Regions from separate parts of the Mus musculus genome. Here region 2 is linked to region 1. The links are chromatin contacts, called in public Hi-C maps. All regions are on one chromosome and are shown on one strand. The core of a region is the stretch at or near the end of the contact, and the rest is flanking DNA. Distances in the headings are between cores, read along the strand shown. Region 1 has its middle 52 kb from the start of Gm33579. Region 2 overlaps Fendrr (Foxf1 adjacent non-coding developmental regulatory RNA).

Region 1 (6,655 bases), core at 2,315-4,814:
CTCTCCCTTCTCCTCTCTCACCTCCCCTGTGTGCTTCCTCCTCCTGTGGGCTCAGCTGCTCCAGACTGCAGGGTACCCTGGTGTTAGAAGCTCCAAGCTTTGTGAATGGTCTGGCCCTGTTGGGGCAACCCCAGGCTTTGGGGAGCTTCCCCTCAAATCAGGAGGGGTAAGGCAGCACCTGGCAGGCGGGAAGTGCATTTCTTTCTCTTCCTACTGAATCCCCACAACTCTGGCTGTCCCTGCTGCGATGGCCACATGGCATCGCTCTTCTCTCCCAGGTTCCAGAGACTCTGGAGCTGTTTCTCTTGACAGTGCAGTCCTGGAGGCCCTGGAACCTAGGGGTCTCTCTGTGAGTGAATGCCAGCCTGCCAGCAAGCCTAGGAGAGCACAGGGTCAGAAGTGAGGGGACACTGGACACTGTTCCCCTCCTCACGAGGAGCAGCTCAGTGCCAGGAAACTTCTCTCTGGCAGCCACAATGGAAGTCACAATGTACTGCCACCTCAGGATGGTGCCTGGAATGGGACTCACCTGTCTACCCCTCGGCCCTCCCACTCATCTCTCCATTCATTCATGCATGCATGCATGCATGCATACACACATACTTTCCCTTATCACTCCACTCATGTATCACCAACCCACTCACCCACCTACCCACCTCTGAGCCTAGCACCTCTGAAGACAGCCCGGAAAGAGCATAGGCCCTGAGCTTCTTCACCTGGCCAAGCATAGCTGCAGACACTGAATGCCACGTGGGTATCTCTTTCCTCTCTGGCCTCCTGGGAAAGTGGCACTCCTACGTATACAGCAAGTGCCGTTTCCAGCATGCCCCCTTGTTAGGCTGCTGCTGGATGCTCTCTCTAGTCTGGGGCTTTCTGGATGGGGAGGAGATGAGAGTGTGTTCATTCACGACCTGCCCAGTGAGGAAAATTCCTGGAACCAACAGGCAGGAAGGTACCCAGACTGATAGAGGTATAGCACTGTGGGGAGGAGGTGAAGCGGGAAGGAAACTGGTCGGTTTAGCGGGGAGTGGGGCAGGGACTTACTCTTTCTCAATCATGGGTAGGCATTACACATAGGAAAGTAAAACAGACTGGACGATGCCAAACCCTGACCTTCCTTCAGTGATACAGGGCTCACAGATGCCACCCCAGCCCCCCATTGACTCAATCCCTGCAGTCCTGGCCCCATATTGGCAGCCTCTGCTTTAGCTGCAAACTTGAGGTCCTTCTGCCACAGGACCTTTGCACATGCTGCACCCAATGTGACTAAACTTCCCCAGTTGTCTCTCACTCTTCTTTTCTCCTTGTGTCATTCTCTGATCTCTTCCCACCCTTCATGGGGTAAAGTGTGATTCCTGGACAAGCTGGCAGATCTAGGTCACCTCACACCAGGAACACCTCACACCAGGAACACCTCCTCCCTCTGCACTCTGGGTATGACACACAAGAACTGCCCTAAGGCTCCCCCCTCCCCACCAGGCCCTCCCCACTTGCCATGTGTGAACAAACCCCTGTGCTGCCAAGAACCTCTGAGCAGGGGCAAGGTTGGGGGACTTGGGCAGTGGAGACTTCAAGCTCTTTCTCCAAGAAGCCGCTTCCTGGGGTCCTGCCCCAGGCACAGGCTTCTCGGTCATAATACTAGATGAGATGCCTCCGGGACACAGATGAGACAGAGAGAGCTGGTGCACAGGGCCGTAAACCGCAGGGTCAGCTGCTCCTGACTCTGGGGTGGATGGTACACCCTGACCAGCCCCAGACCTCAGCAGGAAGTTCCTTCCCTTCAGGCCCACAGCTGCAGCCACAGGCATGCACATCTCACCACCAGGGGGCGCAGAGGAGCCCCCATCTCTGCATAAGGTGAGCTCCAGGTAGGTCAGCAAACCCTTGGGTTTCATCTGAGACACAAGAAAACCTTGTGTTTTGCAGACCCAGAGAGCCCCTCAGGACCAGCCTGGGAAGGTCATGTGTGTTTAAAAATCCCTTGGTTGGTTCTGGCAGGAAGGAGTCCTCAGACCTCTGGGAATCTTGGAACCACAGGATCCCGAGATTTAACATAGAAACTATGGAAAGAAATCCCACACCACCACCACTCAGAGAGGTGAGAGCTGGCCAGATAGCTCAGTGGTTAAGAGCATGCGCTACTCTTTGCAGAGGACCAGGTTTCAGTTCCCAGCACACACAGTGAGGCAGCACACAGCCACCAGTAACTCCAGCTTCAAGGCACCTGACACCCTCTTCTGGCCTCCACACAAATATACACATGTACACACACACACACACACACTACACATACACCACACACCCTCACACACACACCACACAACTCAAAAAGAAAACTAAGAACGGAGGGGGAAGAAAGCAGCAGCACCCCTGGCTCTTGTGGCATGCACTCCTCTATGGCCAGGGCTCAAGAACAGAAGGATGGCTGGGCTTGCCTGTCACCACAACACTGAGAGAGATAATGAGGGCAGAGATGGGCAGGTGCCAGTGTACTTTCTCTGTGAATACCAAGAGCACCATTTTTACTAAAGAGTTTCTTGAGGCAGACTATGGTCTCATGTAGCCCAGGCTGGCCTTGAATGCCTGTTCATCCAAGAATGGCTTTGAACTTCTAATCTTCCTGGTTCTGCATGTTGAGTGCTGGTGTTTCCTAGGTGTGGCACCACACCCAGTTTATATGATAATAGTGTGAACCTTGGGGCTTCCTGCACTCTGAGCAAGAACTCTGCCAACTGAGCTACATCCCTAGCCCAGGGGGAAAGTTAATTTAATATTAATAAATACAGGTAGCCCCACATAGCAGGGAAGTGGTGTGAACTGGGGCACACCACTTCTGCTAAAAAGATAAGTGATTGACAACTGATAGACATTGCTGGGGATACTAGATTCAATTAGGAACCTGTCAGTATGTAGCAGGGGCTAGCCTTGGCAAACTGCCAGTTTAAAGACTCATCTTCACATGTGGTGGTGTGTTCGGGAGGGGCAGAGAGATGACTTGAGGAGGATTGTGTCCTCCGCTGACAGTCTGTAGTTGAAACTGCTTCAAATAGTTGATTGACAAAGGGAGACAAAGGGAGCAGCTAACCCCACCCCATCCCCCCATTTTACAGACAGGAATGCTGAATCTCGGGGACTGGAGCTGAGAGAGGTGAAGTGAGTCACGCAAGGTCACACAGCTCTTCTGTGGCAGAGCTGAGGCTGGATTCATGTTCACGAGTGTTTCCTGTGTGTGACGCACCCAGCCCCCACAGTGAGCCTGGGAAGAAAGGTTCTGGCTGGGCTCGTGGGCAGTTCTGAGAGGGGCGGCCCGAGATGACCCTCCCGAGGAGGACCGAGAGGACACTTGTTCCAGATTTGCTCAACCAGAAAGCTAACGTGCACACACAGCTGGTGGCCTCTGCGTCCTGGCCAAGTTCATCCTGACATAAGACAACTCACAAGCGTGCTCCGTGGGGACCGACTGTTACCACGGTGCCATTCAGCACGGTTTACGATTTTCCTGGAGCCTCTCGGCCGCCGCCGATGCCAGAGCGCGAGCCAGAAAAAGAACATTCCTGGGTGACGCAAATGCAGCCGGGGCCGCTACAGGGGCATGCCCTTTTCCTGCCCCGGGAAGGGTGGGGTGCGGGGACCAGAGCCATCCGCCATCCAAATACAGAAAGAGATGAGTGGACCTGGTGTCTCAGCGTCCAATGCCCCGGGAGGTTCCAAAGCCCCCAAGTACCGGTGACTTCATCCACTCCATGGCCATTCCGGAGAGGACGCAGGCGCAGTCTCAGGAGTGAGACCCCCCTCGGGGCACAGGACGGCCAGGACACTCGCTGCCTTATTTTATTTCCAGATAAAGTTATTTTTGTGGAGCTGGGCCTGCCAGCGAAGGAGGAGATAAGATCGGGCTGCCTTACTCTGCCAGATGGCTGCGGGGATGCAAGCAGCGGGGCTGAGGGGACAGGGCAGCCCTGAATCCAGGCAGCGATGTGGTCCTGGTCAGAGGGAAAGCCCAGAGAACCAGGAGACCCAGAGCGAGGGAACTGTGTGTCCCTAGCTGCCAGCCCCACCCCCCCACCCCCCCCCCGGATTTGGCCACAGAAGCCACGCGACTTTAAAATCATCGAAACAGAAAAGCAAGACTGTCTCCCTCAGCTTTTCACGGGGTGGGGTGGGGGGAGGGGGTCTTGTTGTTGTTTGTTTGTTTTATTTGGAGGGACTTGTGGATAAGAGCACGAACATGACCTGGCGCATGTATGCAGGTCAGAGGACAATCATAGAGTCCATTTTCTCCTTTTACCATGGCCTCAGGAATTGAACAGGTCCAGTGGTCAGGCTTGGGGACAAGCGGAGCCCACTTGCTGGCAAAGATGTCCCCACCAAAGGCAAGGTCCTGTCCTCTCACTCAGCGCAGAGGTGGATCTGGGAGCCTGTGCCCAGCAAGCTGTTGGTTCAGTTTGGTCCCTGGAACCCACATACAAGTGGAAGGAGAGGATTAACCCCGCCCCCAAAGCTGTCCTCCGCCCTCCGTGTGAGCACTGAGCTGTGGCGTATTGTATTTGACATAATAATCAATACATTAAAGAATAAGGCTGGTGCCCCCTCCCTCTCTCCCTGGCCTCTTCCTCCTTGCTCTGCCTCCTGTGTGAGGAAGACAAGCACTTAAGAGATGCTGAGGTCATGAAACACAAACGTGTTCACACCCACCAGCCCCTCCCTCTGTCAACTCAGTCTCCATCCCTGAGCTGGATCGCCCCATTTCACCCTGCTTTACCTTGAGGGTGGCTTTGGAATTTCTTTTCTGTTTCCTTAGGGGTAGTAGGGACACACCAACACATGCATCTTATCCTAAGCCAGGGCTCTTTCATGGTGTTGCGTGGGGGCTTTCTACTCCCCTCTCCTCCCAGTCTGTGTGGAGCACCACTCCCTGCTCCCAGCCAGTGGAGAGCACCACTCCCTCCTCCCAGCCTCTGGGGAGCACCACTCCCTCCTCCCAGCCTGTGGAGAACACCACTCCCTTCTCCCAGCCTGTGGGGAGCATCACTCCCTCCTCCTAGCCTGTAGGAGCACCACTCTCTCCTCCCAACCTGTGGAGAACACCACTCCCTCCTCCCAGCCTCTGTGGAGCACCACTCCCTTCTCCCAGCCTGTGGGGAGCACCACTCCCTTCTCCCAGCCTGTGGGGAGCATCACTCTCTCCTCCCAGCCTGTGGGGAGCATCACTCCCTCCTCCCAGCCTCGGTGGAGAACACCATTCCCTCCTCCCAGCCTCTGTGGAGCACTGCTCCCTCCTCCCAGCCTGTGAGGACCTCCACTCCCTCCTTCCAGCCTGTGTGGAGCACCACCCCCTCCTCCCAGTCTGTGGGGAGCATCACTCTGTCCTGTTAGCCTATGGGAACCTCCACTCCCTCCTCCCAGCCCCTGCTGACCATCACTCTCTCTACCTCTGTGAATACCTCACAGACATGGCTTTACAGACTATTCATCCATTTGTGACCAGTGTAGCCAACACAGCACAGAGTGTTCAGGGTTCTTTCATGTTGAAGCATGTGTGGCTGGATAATATTCCCTTGTGTGGCTATTCCCTCCTTTTGTTTGTATTTACCTGTGGATAGACACCCGAGACAGCCACCTTTTGCCTCTTATGGGCACAGCTGCTCTTACATACATAAGAGCCTTTTGCGTTGGTTTATCTGGACTCTCTTCAAGCCAAGAAGTCTCAGCTAACTCTGACACCATGACACCCCCGTGTTTTCTTGTAAGGGGTCTCATAGCTTGAGGTCTGTGTTCAGTTCTCACGCTGTGTCTTTGGTGCAGTCAGAGAGCCTGCTTCTGTGTGGTGTGAGCTAACGGGTCAGCTTCCTGTTGGCCCGTCCTGATACGGGTTCCGGCACTGTGGGTTTCCCCTAGAAGTTCTGGGTTCCCCTGCCTGCAGACTCTACTTGGAGATGTCTGCGGGGTGTTTCTGAATACTCAGTTCTACTCTGTCCATCTGTCTGTCTCTTTATGTCACCCAGGCTTTGATGACTCTGGCCTTGGCTGCCAGTTTTAATCAGGCTGTGGGATGTTTAATCCCTACCTCAGTTTTACATTTAAAAACTTCATTTTTTTTATGTGTAGGATTGCCCACATGTATGTGTGTGCACCATGCATGTGCGTGCAATGCCCTTAGAGGCCAGAAGAAGGTGAGGTGGATAGCAGGGAAGAAAAAGAAGAAATGAGAAGGGACAGCCAGCCAGGCTTGGATTGGGACAGAGAAGGGACTGGGTGGAGGCTCTCAAGGACCATGTGGTCATGGGTCAGGAGAGACACAGGGAGCTCAGCTCAGCTCAGCAAAGACCTCACTTGGGGTAACCAATCCCCTTTACTGGGGACTTAGGGAGGCCATGCTACAGAACAGGACACTGAGGCTTACCAGGGAGAGAAACGTAAAGGTCCTCGCTGAGCCAAGGTGGCTCCCGGCCTCTGTGTGTGTGGGTGTGCGTGTCTGTCTGTTTGTCTGTCTGTCTGGTTGCCATAGGCCCCAGTGTTGTACACAACTGAATCTTTCCATTCTCCCAAGGGGCTGGTGAGAGCTGCAGGCATCAGGCTTCAGCTTGACAGTCACACCAGTCAAGACATGTATATTTCTTGCCAGTCCCTGGATGCTAGGGACGGCGGAGTCCAG
Region 2 (6,655 bases), core at 2,536-5,035, 87 kb after region 1:
GGTCTCCGACTTGGGAGTTACAGAGCCACGTTCTTGGGATGCAGACACTGGGAAGAAGTCAGCCCGTTTCCAGATATCTACCCCAGTTGGAACCCAGGCTCATGAATGTCCTCTGTCCAGCTGTCTCTTAATTTCTTGAGGTCACCCAGTTCTTTGAGCCTCGAAGTTTCTGTTCCTGGCAGAGGTTCCTTGGTAACTTTATGCTGAAGTAAGCTGGAGAGAGCCCCAGGGCACTGTCATGGGTGGAAACAGAGCCTCAGACATCCAGGGCTGGAGTCAGGGCTGGAGTGTGCCAAGGGTGGGAATCCTGGATCAGGAGGCCTCTTTTCTAAAAAGCCCCAGACGCCTCAGTGGCCCCATCCCTTGAGGAAATAAATGATGGGCCCCTGAATCTGGTCCTTCCCTGCTGCAGATGGTGACAGAACTAACAGAACCAGGAAATAAAATGCCCAACTGCCTGCCAACAGGACATTTAACTCTTGAGACCTGTGTGCTCACTCTGGGCGAGCCTTCCGGGGAATCCGACGTGAAGTCAGGAGGTTGGGGTGTAGTTCCAGTTCTCACTGCACACTGCTCTTGTGTGGTGCTCATTGTTCAGTATTTATCACATAGTACTTACTGCACAGGGTAACTGGGACATTCTCTGCAAGGGCTAGCCTGGTGTTTGAGGGGTGAAATTGTGAAATGACCCAGGCAAAAGGAGAGAGCTCTTGGCTTCTGAAGAGAGCAAGCTCTCTCTGTAGACCACATGTTCTCACCCTTGCCATGGTAAAATATGGACTCTGGAGTCACTGCACTCTACCCGATCCATCATACGTCGCGAGACCGGGCAGTGAGTCCCAGTTAGGACTGTGTCAGTCCCTCTGCTACATCAGGCACACATTTGTCCCATGGCAAAAACCCTCCCACGCCGAGCGGTGGTGGCGCATGCCTTTAATCCCAGCACTTGGGAGGCAGAGGCAGGCGGATTTCTGAGTTCGAGGCTAGTCTGGTCTACAAAGTGAGTTCCAGGACAGCCAGGGCTATACAGAGAAACCCTGTCTAGAAAAAAAATCAAACACACACACACCCCTCCCACAGTCCCGACTCTGCTGTGAACACTAGGGACACACAGGAACGAAAGGAGCAGGCCCTGGACCCAGGTATACATACACCTGGAAGTCAAGCCACGCCTCCCAGCCTCCTTTGCTGGTAGCTGAGATTATGTGACCGCGCTATGGCTAATAAGATTAAGGTAAGAATTTGTTCATCTTATCCCCTAAACGCAGCAATCAGCTGACCAGAGTCCCCACCCTTCCTTCGAGGCAGTCCTCGTTCCTGCTGGCTGGAAATGTAGGCAATGCGTGGAACTTGAAGTAGCCATCTTGAACAAAGGTGTGTGAGGGCAGAGGGTAAGAGGGTGTCACACAGGAGAGAGCCACTGCCCTGGGGCCACCGGTGAAGCAGAGAGGAGTCCTCCTTCTCAAAGCTCCCGTTTGCTCTTTTGCCATTCTCACCTGGAGACCACTGCAACCCAGTGCAAGAGACTCTGGCTACACGGAGAGGGTGCCACCCTGTGGGAAGCTCTGGGCTACGAGGGGCCTGGCGGTTCCTGCTCTGCTCTATGAAACCGACCTGAGACACTCGTCCTGTGTCAAAGGGTGTGAGCCTCTGATAGGACGCGTGTCGTCCTGCACAGGACAGAGAAGCCACCTTCTGAGTGTGAAGACTGGTACAGCCCTGATCCCAGCTCCAACCCGGGGTGTACAGCACCTGTGGTGTACTCATTCCACAGCGCGCCTTGCACAGTGCTCATCACAGAGTGCGCACAGTGTGGTACTCATTCTACAGTACTTATCACATAGTACTCATCACAAAGTGCTCATCACACAGTGCTCATGTGGTGTTCACTGTTCAGTACTTATCACATAGTACTCATTGCACAGTGCTCATCACACAATGCTCATGGTGTGGTGCTCATTCTACAGTACTTATCACATTGTACTCATTGGCTCAAGCCTGGAAGCGTCCGGGTGCTCCTGGGTGTGCTAACTTGGTTCTCGGCTAGTTTTTGTGTTACAGTCAGGACTGAATGTCTAACCTCTGTGTGCATGATCCCAGCAGGCACCGGAGGCTGACAAATGCCCCAGTTACTCCAACATCCACAGAGGCTGCTGTGGGGAGACCCTCAACTGCAGACTTTGCAAAAGACAGCTTTGCCTAGCATTCCCAAACTGTGCAAAACAAACTCTTTTCCCATTTGGTTGGGGAGGCGTGGGGAGGGGAGTATCCTTTTATGGGAAACAGGCTCAGTCCTGTGTATGTTCCTCACATGAAAGCTACCCTGCCCTCACTTGTGGCCGCCTGACCACAAAACAAAATCTCTAATTAAAATCGGTTTGGTTGTGTGTATGTGTCTTTCAAAGAAAACCATGGAAATGATGTCTGTGAGTCAAGACCTGAGAGACGTTACTCTAGCTGCCTCTTCGTTTAGCCTGTCCCCTATGAGACACTGCATGGTTGGGAGGCAGAGCCACTGTGAGGCTGTGGCTGGAGAACCCCTCTGAGCATATTTGCCCTAGTCTTCACCAAGGGCAGGAGGACAAGGCAGAGGAGGATGCTTAAGGTATTCCCTATGGCAGGCCTAGGCCAGAGCTGGGGAAGGTCTGGCCCCACGTGGCTGGGAGGCCAGGGCCAGCCCAGATGCATCTGCTCATTACCCACACATGGCCAGGGGGGATGCGGAATCGGATGGCTTTTGGGAACTGTGTCTAGCCCAGGAATGAGCCTGCGGAGACCTGCGTGCCATCTAACATGTTAGCAAGATTAATGCTTAGCATTGTTTTTGGGAATCCTGTGGTTGGGCGTTCCGTGTCTTTTCCTCTGCCAAAAAAACTCGCTGCTCTCTTCACCCTTCACTCGCTGCAAAGGACAGCCAGGGCTGCACAGGACAGAGCCCTGCACTAGTGAGACCCAAAGCGCCAGGCTCTGCTCTCAGGCTTGCCCACCCTGAGCAGTGCTCTACTCCTGCTCTCAGAGACAGTTCCTTTTCATCACAGATCTTTTCAAGTCTGCAGCATGAACCTGGACTCTGGTGCAGCTGGCACCACCCAGCTCTCACTCCTTCCCAGCTGTGCTCTGATTCCTCCCCAGCTGTGCTCGGATAGCTACATAAGCCCAGGTGGGCATCTGGGCTGCTGGAGCCCCATGATCCAGGGGTGAGGGCAGAGTCCAACTGTGACAGGACACAGATGTACCAACCTGGGACAGGGAGTTAATTATACACGGTCAGTGATAGAATTTGCATTTTAATTTATGAGCAAAAGAGAGTCCAGAAGAATAAGAGTGGTTTCCTAGAAGAGCGGCTGAAGCAGATGCTGAGAGCTAGTCAAATGAGATGCAGCAGGGATTGTGTCGTCCACGTGAGCCCTGCACACCGTGCACGTGTTTCTGCAGCATATTAGCCGTCGTCTCACCGCTGTAACAAAAAGCACCTTAAAGAAGGAAGGGTTCGCGCTGGCTCACAGTGTGAGCGTGCACAGTCCGTCATGGCGGGGAGGCACAGTGGCAGGAACATGAAACAGCTGGTCACATGGCACCCACAGTCAGGAAGCAGAGAGGGGTGACTGCTGGTACTCCACTTGCTTGCTCCTTTTCATTCTGTCCAGGACCCCAGATCACGAAGAGATGGCACTGCCAACACGCAGGGTGGCTCTTCCCACTTCCGTGAACACACTCTAGAAGCTTCCTGACAGGCATACCCAGTGGCTGGTTTCCATGGTGACTCTGAGTCCCATACCCAGGTTTCCATGGTGACTCTCGGTACACATCCCAGTGATATACATGATGCATAACCGGATCTGTTCAGATCCCACCCTCAGCTGATGGAGTGAATGAGTGAGACAGACCAACAGACTCATGAGGCTGGCACATTCCCGAGCGTCATTTTGACATCAGGGAATTCAGAGTACTCACCCAGCAGCTGTAGATGCCTCCATTCAGCACAAGAGGCTGACACCAGGTCAGAGCTCTGGGTGGGCAGGCGGGTAGGGGAAGGAACATTGTCATCTGTCACACGCAGCTGAATAGCTGGTCCTCTGGCTGCAGGGGAGCTGCCTAGAAGATCTCAAGGTAGCTGGAAGTTAAGGAACAAAGCCAAAGCAAGCCCTGCTACCAGTGCCATAGAGGCATGGTGGTTGTGGGAGCCACCCGTTTTCTGACGGGATCTGAGGTCTGCTTCAGAGGAGGGAACACAAATCTAGTGCCATGCACCTAGTCAAAAGCTGTGGGTCCGGAGGTCATAGGCCCTAGGGGAGAAACTACCGGTTAAATGGACACGCTGTCAAATTGCCTTCTCAATATTTCTATTTATATCCATAAATTAGCATTGCTCAGGAAGCTGTTTCTTCCAGTGTAGTGGTTAGTGCTGGGACTCACGGCTTGATCAAAGTGCTAACAGTAAGTGACCGTGAGTGTTCACCCCTGATGGGACACCTATATCCACCTATCCCCTGTGAAGCTCAGGGGACATTATGGGAGAGGAAGCAGAAAGAACATCAAAGCTAGAGGCTGGGAGAGGGGAGTGAAATGCTGTCCTCTGGCCACGATGTGTGAGCATCGGATTCACGAACTCACAGCAGCTGTGGTGATTCACACACGATGGAGTCAGTCAATATCCAGCATGGACGGGAGAGGCTCATAAAATCCCATCCCTGGGTGAAGATCTACTTACAATGGATGCTTCCAAGGAAGGACGGCCGAGCTTCTCCAAAGGTATGGATGACTGCTGGTAGGTTGCCCAAGTCCCTGGGATGGCTCAATGCCCATGTGTGTTCAGGCAACACTCACTGGACTGGGTGTGGTTTTAAAGAAGAGGAGGAGGAGAAGGAAGAGGATGGAGGGGAGGGAGAAGAGAGGAGAGAGAAGAGATTTTGGGAAGACATGGGGGAGTAAGGGGTGTGGCGTAAAATATAATCAACAGACAGTACATGTGTACATGTATGGAACCATCAAAGAATATATATTCATTCCTTAAAAAGAAGGCAGACTCATTCACGGCTAACAGAAGCAGACATGGGAGAGCGCTCATCCCTGACCAGCAGCCGCAGAGAAGAGCATATTCTAATTAGCCTCATGTGGTCCACAAGATCCTTGGATAGAGGATTCCAGTTGAGGTACCATGTCAGCTAGGAGTGACTCTCAAGTGGGTGCTGTGGGCACCTGTGTTAGGGAAGAAAAGAAGGAAGCAAGTTAAACACAAGATCCAAGGGAGAGCAAAGATGAGAAAAGAGTAAGAGACCAGCAAGATGGCTCAGCAGGTACAGGAGCTTGGCGTCAAGGCTCATAATCTGGGTTCAGTCCCTGGAACCTGTATGGTGAAGGAACTAACTCCATAGAGAGGTCCTCTGATCGCTACACAAATGTGCTGGCAAACAAACAAACAAACAAACAAACAAACAAGCAAACAAGCAAACAAAAGTAAATGTAACAAAGAAAACATTAAAAACAAGGAAATAGGGAAAAAGCAGAAAATTAATGAAGACCCAAAGCAGTATCTTTGAAAGAGTTGATACAGGGGATGGATCTCTGTATCAAATGACCAAAAAGGAAACCGAAGGAAACAAAGTAACACACAAGTCACAGATACTGAGGACAAAGGAGGAGCCATCACTACAGACTTTACAGGTGTCTTTTTTAAATGATCTGCATAGCCTGGTGCTGGTGGTGAATGACTCTGGGCCCAGCACGTGCGGGACAGAGGCAAGTGAATCTCTATGAGTGTGGGGCCAGCCTGGACTACAGAGTGAGTTCCAGGACAGCCAAGACTACACAGAGAAACCCTGTCTTGAAAACAAAACAAAACAAAACTAAAACAAACAAACAAAAACTTGATCTGAAAAACACAGGAGCCGGGTCATGTTAATAAATTCACTGAGTTAAAATGTAGAAACTACACACACACACACACACACACACACACACACACACACACACAAATGCACCTGTCTAAGTAGCAAGACTATTTCAACAGCTGAGTCCACCATCTTCCTTGACTTTCAGGTCTTAGGCAAGCCTCGGTCCCAACACCCATACCTACTAGGTGACAAACGCAGCCTATGCACACTGGGCTCTTGGCAGACACCCCTATAATGCACCCCCTTTCCATATTTACCTCACAGAGTGAAGAAGACAGCAGGAGCCTGATCAGGGAAATGAACTCTCTTCCAAAGCCACACAGCTGTATCAGGGCAGGCCGTCAAGCTTTGAGAGTCCCCGGGCAGCATATGCTTTTAGCCACCAAAGTCTATAATCTCCTTCCCTCTCCTAAATAGGAATTCTAGCTAGCCAGCCGGACCTACCCAGTAATACAGCCTTATGGGACCCAGCAAAAGGCACAGGTCAGATAGGCTAGGTGATTCACTCGTGGCAACACAGCCAGGATCTGCATATGTGTCCTTGTAATAAACTATCAAGTTGTCCAAGATAGACAAGGGACCCAGTGCTAGCCACCCTGTCTGCCTCCTCCTGGTCCTGTCCTGGGGATCACAGGGTTTATGGAGGGGTAGTGCTAACCCTGATGCTGAGATTCCTTGAGAGATAAAAAGAAATACATTGTTGTAGATGAGAAAGGCAGCACCTGCTAGCCCTGCCCCGCCCGCTGGTTCCCAGCAAGTCT

The links. Hi-C and Micro-C count contacts between places; a contact is called where the count stands out from the background.
Region 2: a Hi-C map of cortical neurons shows a contact between it and region 1, with 2.0 times the contacts expected there. The contact joins two enhancer-like sites. A contact is called at or near these places in 2 of 15 datasets of contacts at CTCF or cohesin (the NIH/3T3 cell line and large pre-B cells), 15 of 484 Hi-C or Micro-C datasets (the HL-1 cell line, cortical neurons, double positive thymocytes and 5 more) and 3 of 115 datasets of contacts at active chromatin or transcription factors (double positive thymocytes, embryonic stem cells and oligodendrocyte precursor cells).

Annotation. Positions count from the first base shown.
Region 1 is chr8:120,968,732-120,975,386 of GRCm38.p6, forward strand. No RefSeq gene overlaps it. Among named protein-coding and RNA genes, the nearest start is that of Gm33579, 52 kb to the right of the region's middle. Within about 2 kb of position 3,565, at least 79 of the 459 cell types and tissues checked have an H3K27ac peak or open chromatin away from gene starts, as enhancers often do. A contact at or near this core is called in cortical neurons, where this site is marked.
Region 2 is chr8:121,055,531-121,062,185 of GRCm38.p6, forward strand. Fendrr (Foxf1 adjacent non-coding developmental regulatory RNA) reads right to left here. Exons shown (of 6, transcript NR_045471.2): 5 at 3,955-5,199. Among named protein-coding and RNA genes, the nearest start is that of Gm46071, 21 kb to the left of the region's middle. Within about 2 kb of position 3,786, at least 15 of the 459 cell types and tissues checked have an H3K27ac peak or open chromatin away from gene starts, as enhancers often do. A contact at or near this core is called in cortical neurons, where this site is marked.